2 separate regions of the Mus musculus genome follow, and region 2 is linked to region 1. A link is a contact called in public promoter capture Hi-C data. All regions are on one chromosome and are shown on one strand. Each heading gives the region's core, a stretch centred on a gene start, on an enhancer-like site or on the middle of the called end of the contact. The rest is flanking DNA. Distances are from core to core; before and after follow the strand shown. Region 1 holds the start of D930003E18Rik (RIKEN cDNA D930003E18 gene). Region 2 holds the start of Aplnr (apelin receptor).

Evidence for each region. Promoter capture Hi-C pulls out the DNA fragments that hold promoters and counts their contacts.
Region 2: a contact with region 1 is called in a promoter capture Hi-C map of pre-B cells, with 3 times the contacts expected there. The contact joins the promoter of Aplnr here to the promoter of D930003E18Rik in region 1. A contact is called at or near these places in 5 of 39 promoter capture datasets (cranial neural crest, embryonic stem cells, liver and 2 more), 1 of 484 Hi-C or Micro-C datasets (cortical neurons) and 1 of 9 other capture datasets (liver).

The regions. Positions count from the first base shown.
Region 1 is chr2:84,835,676-84,842,113 of GRCm38.p6, reverse strand. It overlaps D930003E18Rik (RIKEN cDNA D930003E18 gene), which reads left to right and starts at 1,906. Exons shown (of 2, transcript NR_165656.1): 1 at 1,906-2,366; 2 at 2,461-3,264. It overlaps Slc43a1 (solute carrier family 43, member 1), which reads right to left and starts at 1,488. Exons shown (of 14, transcript NM_001083809.1): 1 at 1,109-1,488. The coding sequence starts at 1,340.
Region 2 is chr2:85,130,960-85,138,290 of GRCm38.p6, reverse strand. It overlaps Aplnr (apelin receptor), which reads right to left and starts at 1,931. Exons shown (of 1, transcript NM_011784.3): 1 at 1-1,931. The coding sequence starts at 1,658. The coding sequence ends at 525.

The DNA.
Region 1 (6,438 bases), core at 657-3,156:
CAAGTAAGGATAGATATCAAGACCTCCTCACCTCCACCCTCAAGGAAATGGTTTTCCATCCTCCCACACTCACAGGCTAAGCAATGAGGCAACAGGTTGAGCTGAAGAGTCAGGAGAAGCCAGAAGGACATTCACATGTGTGTTGAGACTTAGTCATCCAGGGAACTGATGTTACTATTGTTTCTAGGTAATGGACACTCAATTTGCAAGGAACTCACTGGTTAAATGAGATGGAAGCCGGGATTCCAATCCCTGTTGGCCTTCTTTCCACAACAAGGATGTGGGGAAAGAGACAGGAGAGACATCAAACTGCACACCACACAGCCCCTTCACTGAGCACAACACTCTCCTTTCCAGAAAAGAAAAATATCCACCAAGTCCCAGTCACTAAGTGAGGCGCTCCCTCCCTGACGGACAGATGCAGACAGGCAGCCTCTGGCTGCACTAACTATTCTCAAAGAGTTTAGAATTCCCACTCCAGGTCCGGGTCACTTTACACAAGACCAAGGTGATTGGTGTGGAAAACAGAAACAAACGCTCCACAAATATCCATTCTAGAGGAAATAAGGCTTTTAACTTTGTACAAAAGGGATGATTTGTAGACCTGGGAACTCCAAGGTCCTGAAAAGACCAAGAGTATAGGTCCTTCACGTCCATTCTCCAGTTTGTGTACTTCTGTTTGATCTCATTAAGAACTCTCTGTGTATTGGTGATGTAGTTCAATGCTTGCTAGCACACACACACAAAAGACCTGTTTAACTTGAGCATTCCTTATCCAGGTAGGTGCAGAACTTCTAAGAGTCTACGGACTACTCTAGACAGAAGGTTGTCATAGGCAATCAGTCTCAGGATATGTATGCCTAGTGGGACTTTGGCTTTCACTCATCACTGAATCAGAGAATCCTGACAGAGTGGCACCTGAAGTTTGAAGAGATCATGAAGTGAGGCTGTCCAATTCCTAGCTGCCCAGTGTTCCGGTCTTGGGCAGCCCTGCTTTGTCGCTTTGTCTCTGCCTGACCACCTGTCCTTGTTTTCCAACTTCCTGCCTCCTCCTTCTACCGTCCCTCGCGGTCTTCACCTCCCACCCCCACACCCTTCTCAGATATACCTGGGCACAGGCTGGAATAGAAGCCTTCCTTCTTGAGCATGATCAGCAGGGAGGCCCAGCCCAGGAGCACCGCGGAGAAGAAGAGGTTCTCCACCACAGCGGTGCAAGCCATCCACCAGCGCCTGCGGTACGCCTGCTTCAGCGTGGGAGCCATGGTGGCCGAGACTCTGCAGAGAAACAGAGCGCTCAGAGAAGGGCTTCCTAGCGGCCCTTGGGAAGGGTACTCCATCATGGTGGCTCCTGAGACCCCTGGAGCCAAAGAGATGGAGCCTTCATGGAGGCCCCATAGAGCCCGGTGCTGCGGAGCTGGCTCCGCGCGCTCTGGCAGTGCCAGGAGCGAACGCGCCACTGGCCCGCAGGGCGCTATCAGGAACCAGAAAGGTCTGGTCTGAGCGAAGCAACTTCCTGGCGCGCTGCCGGGCTTGCCTACCCGAGCCAGGGCGCCCCGATCCCGCTCCAGGAGACAACCCCCCAAGTTCCCAAAGTCTCTCAAAGTCACCAAGGGGCACACCGTGCTCTGTAGCCACCTCTGGCCCACAGCTAGCCAGCCTCTAGGCACCAGATCGGATTCTCAGAAGCGAGCAGGAGGCGGAAAGGGAAGTCTGGGGCTACCCCGAGACCCTCTATTCTAGTTACGCCTTTCATTCTACTCCTCCTCTCCAGAGCCCGGGTAGAAAACTTCCTCCCGCCTGACACAGCCGGCGGCGCTCGTCCTGTCTCCTGGGCCAATCCCACGGCTGCCACGTGGAGGGAGACCCTGGGCGGGCCCCGTGGCGCCTCCGCGCGCCCCTCATTCCGCCGCGCGCCTGGGAACGCGCCAGCCCCTCTGTCCCTGGGAGGGGGCTTGGGCTCCGGCAGGAAGTCCGGTGCCTGCAGACTTTATAAGGACATACTTTATAAGGAGGCAGATGGGGTGGCCGGCGGGCGGGTGTGTTTACCAGAGGGAACGAAGAAACCCGAGCCCTCCAGGGCCGCGGTAGCCACCGCCAACAAGGGAGGCGATCTGACCCGGGGACCCGAAGCAAGACCCGGGCGAGCCTAGAGGAAATGATCAGGGGAAGAGCAAACAAGAAAGACGAAGAGAAAGAGACCCTTCTCTAGGGGGTGGCCCAGCCCCTCATCTGTGAAACGGGGCTTTTGAATCAGGGATCCCCGAGGTCCCATCCTATAATGACAACCGTGGTTCTAAACAGAGTGGAAGAGAAGAAGGGGAGAATGAAGGGGTCGGACAGAGGGAACAATGTGCCCAGAGACTCAGGTAACGGACGCTTCACAGGGACCTGCAAGTGTGGCTGGGTGACTTTGAGCTGCGCTAGCTGCTCACCTGTCCCCGACAAACTTGCCTCCCGCAGCTGTTGACACCCGGAGTAACACAGAGTCTCCCCGGCGCTTCCACACTCCGGATCTCCTGAGACCCAGGATCCCAATTCCAAATCGCATCCACGCGGGGTGTCTTCCCTGCGTGCCAGACCCAGCGGGCCTCGGAACCGCCGGTCTCACCTCGTCTGCGCCCTCGAAAGAAGCAGTGGATCTGGGAACCGTCCTGGCGCCACAGATAGGTGAAGCCGGGAAGCCAGGGCATGGACTACGCGATCTGCGGAGTTGATAGCTGTATTTACAGGCGTTGGGAGCAGCGCCCCAAGGTGGGGGCGGGGGTTCCCGTCCTTCCCCACCCCTTAGGTCGAGTTTCATGCACACGTGACTCGCCTGTTGGTCCCCAGATACTTTTCTTACCCAGTGCGCCCGGGGCGCCTAAATTTCCACTCTCGACCCCCAGCTTCTCTGTTGACCCCCTGAACTAACGTTTGACAGCATTCTCTACATCTTTGTTCAAAACAACCAAAAACTTGGCTGAAGTTAAACTGGATGCTGGAAAGGCTAGGGTGGGGTCTTGAACTGTGAAGTTGAAAAGGATTCTTTTCCAAAAGAGTCGGGAACTCTTTTGGAGTTTATATGCTCCAGTTAAGAGTCTGCATTTTGAAAGCTGTCTAGCCCGAGTTACCTTGGGCAACTTAATCTCTCAAAGCTTGTTTCCTTCTCTATAAATTTGGATAACAGCATTTGCCGGCCTGTCAAGAGGAGATAGAATTAGGATGCAGTAGTAATTAATGCTGGGTACACTTGACTTGGTGAGCATAATAAATGTTCATTGTTGCCGCTGTTGTCATTATTTCGCAAGATTCAGTGATCAGGTGCTTCCTGTCGCTAAATGATTGATCTTTTGGTAAACCATTCAGTCCACCTGGCCTCAATTTCCCCATCTGTAAAACAGGAACGCTATTCAGTACTTGTTTGGACAGATTAAGGAAGTAATTATGCTGCAGGAAAATACGGGTACGGGTTAACTCGGTGCATTAAGAGTGAAAAGGACGGACCAGAGCTGGTGGTGCACGCATTTCATCCCAGCACTCAGGAGGGAGAGGCAGGCAGAGCTCTCAAGTTTGAGGCCAGCCTGGTCTCAGGGCAGCCTGGGTTGTTACACAGAGAAAACCCTGGGGTTGGGGGCAGGGAGTGGGAGGTGTGGCTGGTAAAATGCTTGCTTAGCATGTCTAAGCCTGAAGGTTTGATCTGAAGTACAGCACAAAGCAGGGTTAGTGGCACGCGTCTGAGAGGTAGGGGCAAGGGGGATCAGAAGTTCAAGGTCGTGTTCAATTTGCAAGAGGCCAGCCTGGGCTACATGAAAGCCTGTCTCAAAAAAAAAAAAAAAAAAGTGTGATTCACAGAGCTCTGAAGGAGCCTGAAACAGTGCAGAGTTCCACAAAGGTAGCCAGGAAGGAGCTGCTGAGCCACCACACCAAAAAAGGAGCTGACATTGCCAAGTGACTGCAACGTGATGGGCACTTTCCAGAACAAAAGTTATTAAATATGCAGCTCATCAAAGAGTGCTTCAAACCTCACACGTTCTCACACAGAGAGTAAACAAGGTTTGCAGCTAGACCACAGAGACTGGAGGCAGGCCTGGCTGGCTGGTGTTTTCATTCCTGTGAGCCAGGTGAAGGAACAGCAAAGCAAAAGCTTGGCAGTAGAAAGGCACGGGAAGTTCTCTGGCAAAAAAGCGTGTGTCAGCCTTTGATGGTTTTACTTCTTAAAATGCCTCGCTGGCTGCAGGGTAAGGGGTGTGGCTGAGCAATTGAGCTCTCGAATATGTATGTGTTCCAGTCCAGAAGTACAACACACACACATACACACCCATACACATGCACACACATACACATGCACATACACACACATACACACATACATGCACACACATACACACACACGCACACACACATAAACACGCACACACACATACACACACATAAACACGCACACACATACACACACACAAGCATATATATACTTGCTTCTACACGCTTGACCTCAGGGTCAAATTCCTTAGCTCAGTACAAGGGACCCCACAGGAAAGGTTCTAACTCAACAGCATCACCACCTCTTGATGACCACATTGAAACATTAATCCACTATCTATGAAGATGCTTTGTGGACACAAGCACAGACATTCGCACTGAAGTTTCAGTGAGGTTGTGAGTCCCACCCGTAAGACTTTAGTGTCCATGAACTCCTGTGTTTGGAAGGCTTGCTACTCCAAGTTCCATCTGATGCTCCCATCTTCCGACTCCTGTGAAATCAGGAGCCTTTGTTCTGTTCACCGCTTGCATATGCAGAACACCTAAGAGCAGATGTTCGGGGCGGAGCCTGGCCAGCTGGTTTCACACCTTCCGGGCTCAGCACCTGCTCTTCCTTCTTGTAGGGGTGTCAGATTCACTTCTTCATTTCCAGTTCTTTCCTCCTTACAGCAATCTCAAGCTTCACCTTCATTTGGAAGCTGCCAGTCCATCCCCAAAGACTATGCTGATCCCTTAGGAAGCCCCTGCTGATCTAAAATGAAGACGTTCCTTCTTCCCCTTCCCCACGCCATGGGCTGGGCACAAAACCAGTCATGTTGTAGGTAGCTTGTATGGCTGCTGCTGCCTATGGCAGACCTGGCATACAGTAAACTTCAGCTAGACATCTGTTGAATAAATGAGAAGAGAGTGGCGGGAAATAATGCTGGTAAGGAACCCTCGGTTGACTTTGAAATGATCTCCGTGAAGCTAAATACTTACAGTAAAAACAACACAAAAACTGAGTTCTTTCGTTTTCTTCTTTTGGTTTTGTTTGAAAGGGACAGACATGGTTAATGTTTAATGAAAGGAGGGTACATTGGGAAGGAAGGCTTAAGTAGGTAGGAAGCCTATATAATAGCTGATTGGAGAATGTCAGGTGCTGTCACACACACACACACACACACACACACACACACTGCACTCAAGAAGCAGAGGCAAGTCTAGTTCTAGGCCAGGGCCACAGAGCAAATCAAAGACCAGCAAACAGCGGGTGGGATGGTGGTGGAAAGACGGCTCAACCATTAAGAGTAGTTGTTGCTTTTGCAGAGGACCTGGGTTGGGTTCCCATCCACCCACATAGCTGCTCACAACTTTCTGTGATGCTAGTTTCACGGAACTCAGCGTCCTCTTCTGGCATCCACAGGCTCTGCATGCATATGGTGTATACACTTCATGCCTGCTGGCAAAACACTCAACCAACACACATAAAAATACAAATAAATAAATCTTAAAGATTCTATTCAGATGGATCACAGGGCCCCCAATGGAGGAGCTAGAGAAAGTGCCCAAGGAGCTAAAGAGAACTGCAACCCTATAGGTGGAACAACAATATGAACTAACCAGTACCCCGGAGCTCTTGACTCTAGCAGCATATGTATCAAAAGATGGCCTAGTCGGCCATCACTGGAAAGAGAGGCCCATTGGACTTGCAAACTTTATATGCCCCAGTACAGGGTAACGCCAGGGCCAAAAAGGGGGAGTGGGTGGGTAGGGGAGTGGGGGGCGGTAGAGGGGACTTTTGGGATAGCATTGGAAATGTAAATGAGGAAAATACCTAATAAAAAATTAAAAAAAAAAAAGATTCTATTCAGGAGAGCACCTGAGGTTTGGGGAGGCTGAACAAGGGCCATGGTAGGAGTGTATAACTGGGGAATGTACTCCGGGAGGGGAGCTGGACCCAGTCAGGAGCTCGGGAAATGGTCTTTAAGGGTAATGTGTAAGTTGATGTCTGCAGATAGCTTTAAGGGAAAGACTCAGCAGCCTTTATCAGTCCCTAAGAGAAGGAAGCCTCCTATGAAGAATTCAGTTCCAAAAGCTGCAGGGACGCACACAGAGGAAGGGGGCTGTAGCATAGGTCATTGCCGAAAGCTGCCCTTCCAGGCCTGCTGGACCTTCTGGGGCTCTGAGGGTTGCTCAGCAGTTTAAAGCAACCATTCCCTC
Region 2 (7,331 bases), core at 682-3,181, 300 kb before region 1:
TTTCAGGGTACTTAACCCTTAAGAGTCCAGCAGGGAAGAAGGCGCTGGGGTACAGACAGGAAGGTTTGAGGGGAAGGGACCCACTAGAAGAGAAAGAGTTAGATCTAGCAAGTGAGTAGTTGACAGAAATAATTTCTCCAGCAGAGAAAGCAAAAAGGGGTGCTAGAGAGCTGAGGGAAAAAATGGCAGAATGAAGCAAATTAGATCAGGACTCATACTTCAACATTTTAGGGTCCATATAACCTTCCCTCATTTATTATAAACAAAGAAACTGAAGTTTAAGGAAGTTAAGAGACTTGTGCAAGCTCAACCTCAGAAATGTTGAACAGCTGAGCTGTTTGCAAGGCTCCATCCCTTTCCGCTAAACCACAAACATCTGAGAGGGGCAAGGCAGAACTCGGAGATGAGCAAGAGAACGGAGCGAGGAATCCGGGAGAAAGTACAGCCATGCTACCTGATTCTCAGAGCGTGAGGATAAAGTTTGGGTCAGACCCGCTGCACCAGGCTTCCCTCTGGTCCCAGCCCTAGTCCACAAGGGTTTCTTGACTATAGGGAATCGATTTCTCATGCATCTGCTCTCCTCCCTTTCCCATGTTGGGGCCAGGGCCCTGGCTGTGCCCGGAAGAATAACTGGCTGACTTCTCAGCACTACTGCTGTGAGGGGTGCCTTTGCACCCGCTCTGATCACAGCAGAGCATGGAGGTGCAGGCTTGGCGAAATCGGGGGTCAAAGAAGGCATAGAGAAAGGGGTTGAGGCAGCTGTTGACATAACTGATGCAGGTGCAGTACGGAAAGACATTCATGAGGAAGATGTCAAAGTCACAGGGCCAGTGCAGCAAACTGCCCAGCATGTAGAGAGTCTTCACCAGGTGGTAAGGCATCCAGCACAGGGCAAAGGTCACTACAAGCACCACGATAATGCTGAGCAGCCGGCGCCTCTTCCGCAGGCCCTCAATGCGCTCCTTTCGGAAATGGCCAGCGATGGTTTGGGCAATGAAGAAGTAACATGTCAGCATGATGGTGAAGGGCACCACAAAGCCCACGGCAGTGGAGGACACCCCAAGGCCCACCTCCCAGGCCCACTCTGAGTTTGAAGTGGCCACCATAGAGTAGTCCATGTAGCACTGGATCTTGGTGCCATTTTCCGAGGCGTCTGTGGAACGGAACACCATGACAGGCACAGCTAGAAGGGCAGCCAGCACCCATAAGACTGCTGTGGCCACGGCCCCGCTGACTCGCAGCCTTAGCCGAGCATTGGCCACCGGCCTGACAATGGCCAGGTATCGGTCAAAGCTGAGGCCGGTGAGGCAAAAGACACTGGCGTACATGTTGACAAAGATGAGGTAGCTGCTGAGCTTGCAAGAGAAGGTTCCAAAAGGCCAGTCAAACTCCCGGTAGGTATAAGTGGCCCACAGTGGCAAAGTCACCACAAAGGTCAAGTCAGCCACTGCCAGGCTGGCAATGAAGATGTCAGCTGAGCGTCTCTTTTCGCGGCTGGTTCGAAACACGGTCCAGAGCACCAGGCCATTGCCTGTGGTGCCTAGAAGAAAAACCAACATGTAGATGGCAGGAATGAGCGCTCCAGAGGGCTTCCAGTCTGCGTAGTCGCATTCAGACTGGTTGTCAGCCCCATAGTAGTTGTAACCATCATCTTCCATGGTGCTGAATGAAGTGAAGCTGGGCAGTGAGTCCCAGGGACACCAGTTCCAGAGATGGGTCACCAACTCAGCAAGCACCCTGAAGGATTGGCTTGAACCTCAGAGTAAGAGGTCTGAGGGTGCTTAGAGTCCTTCCAGGCATGCGAACCGCCCCACTGGGAGCTCAGACCCAGCGGGATGAGCAGTTCAGGCAGCTTCAGTCTACCTTCCCGTCCCAGCCCAGCCCAGCTCAGCTAAAGACACTTCCTTGCACCCTCCAGAGTCTCTGTCTCCTCCTAAACTCTGCACTCCCTCCTCCCACTCCCAGGCTAACCCCTCCCTCTCTAGTGAGTCTTAAGATCTTTAAGTCACAGCCCACTTTTTTTTTACTTCTTGCCACTGGGTAAGTAGACTAAATTGCCCCCTACAGTGCTGGGCTGACAATTACCCTGTGCTTTTCAAGCCTGCTGCTCCTCCCGGTCCCACCTCCTCTCTCTAGCAGCTACCAGCCTTCACTCCAGCCTGTTCACTCTGGTTTCCTCTGGCCACTACTTCATGCCTGCCTTTGGGATGGGGGGAGTATCTATCCCCCCTCCTCAGTCTTCACCCTCCTGTTCTCACCCTCTCCCAACCCTTCTAAATGGGACAAATTATGCAGATTGAAATCCAGTTTGACCTGAATCCAGGACAGCACGGGGCAGAGAGGGTGTGATATTTCACAGGGGTGTCCCAGCATCTGGATGGTCCCTGCTGACCCTGCACTCCCACCCCACCCCCACCCCATGAGGCACTGGGATTCCCTGCATTTCTGCATTTTGTTCATTCTTCTCTACACATTGGCTTTAACCCTGTTTCTGAGAACTGGGGGATTTTGCAGACAAAAGCATAATGAAATTTCTTTACAATTCATAACCTGCTGGCAGACCAGAGTTTGTAGTTTGCAGGTAGAGGGATTAGAAAGTTGGTTGGCAGAGTCACAGGATGAAGGAAACACAGAAAAAAAAAAAATGGTTCCTAGCCACATCATTAAATCTATGGGGAAACTGAGGCTTAAGGTAAGTGATTTAAGACAAATATTACAGGGTAAATTTTGTGATGTCTGGTTGTTTACTTATCTTCTAAGCCCGTATAGAATACAGTTCTAGTATGTCTTCAGGGATCTCTGATTGTTGAGTGAATAAGTAAATGGACAAATTAGGAAAAGAGTAAGACAAGGAAAAGAATAAATGTATGAATTACTATGTGGTAAGAACATGAACTCAGTTCCTCGGGTTCTTACCAATATCCATGGGCCAAGAGGTTTCATAAGACCACATAGGGTCAGGAAGTTGAGTTAGAGGAGGCAGAAAAAGAAGCAGCCCTGAGCAGATGTAGTCACCCTCCCATCTGGCCTCCTTCCCTTCCCTGAGCCTCTGCAGGAAGAGGAAGGATGCACAAGATAAGATTTTTTTTTTCTAAGTGCATCCTTTCTATTTCACCTCCCAAAAGTGAGGGAAGCTACCTGAATTGGGGCAGGAAGATGACAAGCTTTGCTTAATAGTAGATTGTGTAGCCCTGGATTCCATGCTTCCCCCCCCCCCCCCATTGAGGGTTGGGGTTGGAAGATAGAAAGGAGGAAAGGAAGGGAGAGAGAAGGAGTGGCAGAGAGGGAGGGGAAAGGTTGGGGCAGAATGAAATGGGCACAAATTAGGTAAGCCTTAGCCATACATGGCAAGGTTTACAGAGCTGAAAGCCACTTCCTGGAAGGAGAGTTTGTCAGTAAGGTTCCCCAGAGATCTCCAAGTAGACAAATTCAGATACCTGCATGGATATGTTAAGCATGTATTCAGGCAAAGCAGCCAGTTTGTGATAACAGGGAGTCAGAGACTGTGACTAAGTAGAGTTTGTCTGTCAAAGGACACGGGGTAGGCACTGTGCATGCCTACTGTAGTACCAGCTACTTTAAAGACTGAGGTTGGAGAATCACTTGCATCTAAAAATTTGGGGACAACCTAGGCAACACAATGAGACTTTGTCTCAAATAAGACAGAAAGGTCTCCTCAGTTCTGGTCTCTGGTTGCTATGCAGAAATGTGGACCAGTGTTCCCATACGTCAAGATTTTTCAAGACAATGTCTAATTCTGAATGCTTGTGGGAAAGCATCAGATTGATTCACATGGGAAAATAATTTCATTTTTAAAAAGAATGTATTCTAGGTGCCAGGCAAGGTAGTGCATGTCTATAATCCCAACAACTGAGAGGCAGAAACTGAAGTTTGGGCAGAAATGAGTTCAAGGCATTAACACCCATATCAAAATATGAAACAAGGTAAGTAGAGCAGCTTGTATCATCTCCAGTCAGTAGGGTTTTAACAGGAAGAACTTTCTAAGGATAGGAGAAAGAAGAAAGAGAGGAAACACAGACAAGGAAGCCAGAAAATGCAAAGAATGAAAAATAAAAACAACCATGGCCAAAGTCTTAGGATGCAAGGGGGAAATGCAGGAAAGATGGGTAGAGAGAAAGATAAGAAAGGTCCTAAGGGCTACTGTCTGGGTCTCCTAAGCACTGTATATTGTTCACATACTGAGTGTCAGGCATCCTTCTGTACATTTTATTATCTCTTTCAATCAGTAAAACAATGAGAGGAATGGGCAAGGAGATGGCATGGGGCCTGAGTTCATATCCCCAGCACACACACATAAAAGCAGGGAAGATGCCATGCATCTGTGATCCAGTATTAGATAGAGTAGAGACAGCAGCCAGCTTAGCCAAGGTAGTCAGGTCTAAGTTCAATGACAGACCCTAAACAAAAAATAGCAAAACTGTTGAGACTATCATTCTAATAGCAGACTCTGGCTTCCATATGTACAGGTGAGTACACCTGCACACACATGAGAGAGAGAGAGAGAGAGAGAGAGAGAGAGAGAGAGAGAGAACTTAGTAGAACAGAACTTAGAACTTTCATTTGGCCTCAGCAGAAAGATGAGTGAGGAAAGAGACACAAGAAAGGTAAAGTGACGCTAAGATAGCTGTGGTTTATGTACCTACCATTGCCAGAGAGAACACCTGGTTGGCTGTGCTAATTGAAAAGATAACATGGCTCTGCCTCTAGAACACTGTGCTTCTACAGAACAGTAGTCATCCTACTCAATTCTGCCGGGAACTGGGGCTTCAGCAACCAGGGAGTATGCAAGCCCAGTTGCTTCTTCTGAACAGGTGGCAGAATGACAGTGTGGCCAAGTAGAAATGGTTAACCGTCAGTCACTTCAGAACTTGTTGCCTATCAGGAGGGACCACATAGCTGGACAGGAGGCAATTTTCCCCAGATGAGGAGAGTAAACACTTGTGCTGTAGCCATTCCGGGACAGAGACTGATGCTGACATCACACGCGTTTCTCTCTTTCTTTCTTTCTTTCTTTCTTTTTTTTTTTTTTTTTTTTTTTTTTTTTTTGCTTCCAGAAAGATCCAGGAGCAACCCTGGGTCACTGAGGACACAGAAAGAGAGGAACATGAAAGCTTCAATAGCCTTGAAACAAACTTCCTGTCTATCTCTCCCAGCTGTCCTGCCTGGATTCCAAGCCAGATGAAAACCCAGAGTTCTCCATGGGAGAAAATATGAATGTACTTCATTAATTATTCTCTGTCTCAATGGAAAGGGAAGGGAATTCGGAGCCTGGGATGGTACAGGGGTCAATGATCTGTGCCTGGAATGGTGGGATGCTGATAAGACCCAGACTCCAACCTAGAGCAAGCTGGAGCCAGATGGCCTGAGTGATCCCGACACTGACAGCCAGGCTCACTCCTCACCCAACCTGGTGCTGATCCATCCCTGTCTCCCACCACACTATCCATCACAGAAGCTGTAAGATTGGTAAACACAACTGAGGTTGCAGGCCAGACTGATGTGCCCCAAGACTCAGAGGCTACCCATACCCCAGCCCTAGGACTGATATCTCTCTGGCATCCAACCTCTCTGTTTAGCCCCGAAAATGTTTGTTAAATTAAAGCTTTAGAGGTATGCTTAGAGGACTGGTGATAACGTGGGTCTTTACCTCAGGACCATTCTACTGTAATAGCAAGGGCGACTTTTGGCAAAACTGATTCTAAGTTATCTACTTGCAGCCAAGTGGTAAAGCAGTAGCTAAGGCAGGGTTGTTAGCCAGAGTCCCCAGGGCTAGGTGACCTAGGAGAGGAACAAGAAGGTTTCCTAGGGGACTTCTCTCCCCGAGGTGATTTCAGTTAGGTATTGTGACAAGTCAGAGATAAACAGTTCCTGGCAGAAAAGTGTCTTGGCCCTGTTCCATGAGAAGGGCCAAAATTGCTAGCAGAGTGAAAATTCTAGAGTTGGGTTCAGAAGTCTTCCCCAACTTTCCCCACAAGCTGACTCCTCACCTAGAGAACAAAGCCAGCCTTGGCTGTGATGGACACTGTCATGTGCACTTAGTGAGTGCAAGTTTTATATATGATGTAAGGCCACTTAGATGTGACATCTAGGGATCCTTGTGAACAGACTGCAGATAAGTGTATAAATGCATGTGTGTGCGAGGGTATGCCTTGCTTGCATGTGCAATAAATGGGTATACATATTTATGTGTGTAGGGGAATGTGCTTTCTTATATAGAGTGGGGGTAGGAGTGTGCCCTGGACTCACACAGCTATGTCATAGTTTCAGAGGACTAGATAAACATCCTGCCTAAAGGACAGGAAAGTGTGGCTAATTGGCTCTCTCTAAAGCTTTGAGTTGAAGAGGAAAGCTAAAGCCATCTGCTGGGACCCCACCCAGACCTGGCTCAAGCTCTGTGCTGGGACATCAAAGTAGAAGTGTAGCCTTTCTCTACCCCTCACTGACTTCTCACCCCCTCCCTTCCAGCGCTCTGCTCTGCCCCTGACTTCACAGGTCTGCTTTGAACTCCACAGCTTGGGAACTCACCCAGGCAACAGTCTCTCTCTCTCTCTCTCTCTCTCTCTCTCTCTCTCTCTCTCTCTCTCTCTCTCTCTCTCTCTCTCTCTCTCTCTCTCTCTCCAAGAGGTAGCCACAGCTGTGTCCCTAACAGCTGGTTTGCTATCTGAGGAAGCTGGGGGTGGAGGGGAGATGGGGAGAAACAGGGAGGTAGATATAGCTGAAATTTAACTACCTGACTACCTGCCTCACTCCAATAGCGCTGCTATTGTCTTCAGCCAGAACACTGCAGTACCACCCCAGCCCTACTCCTTATCTGACCAAAACCAAATGGTCATCTTTAGCAATTAAAGCTAATCTCCCCCTTACATCCACCCCACCCCCTCTGATATCCCTGCCACCACCCGTGCTCTAACTCATTCCACCATTTGGTACTACTTCCAGCTTCTTGACCCTATTTCAAACTCTCTAGGCTCCCTGAGCACCCTGAACAGGAAAGACAGAAATAATGCAGCAGCCTGAGGCCCAGGGATATGAGTTCCAATCCTTTCCTACCTATTTGTCCATTCACTCAACTCAACAGGTGTTTGTTGAACAACTAGTGTGTGAGAGACTGGGGCGGGGGAGGGGGGCTCTGAACACATCACAGAATAATTCAGGCTTAGTCTCTGATCCCCTGTACTTGCTAGGGGTGAGGAAGTGACTGGTGAGCGAAGGCAGAGCACTGGGGCCCTGATAAACACCACAAAGGGAGTTAAGCCAGGCTAATGGTGCAGAGAATAAATGAAAGCTGGTAGTTTGAGCAAGCATTGTCT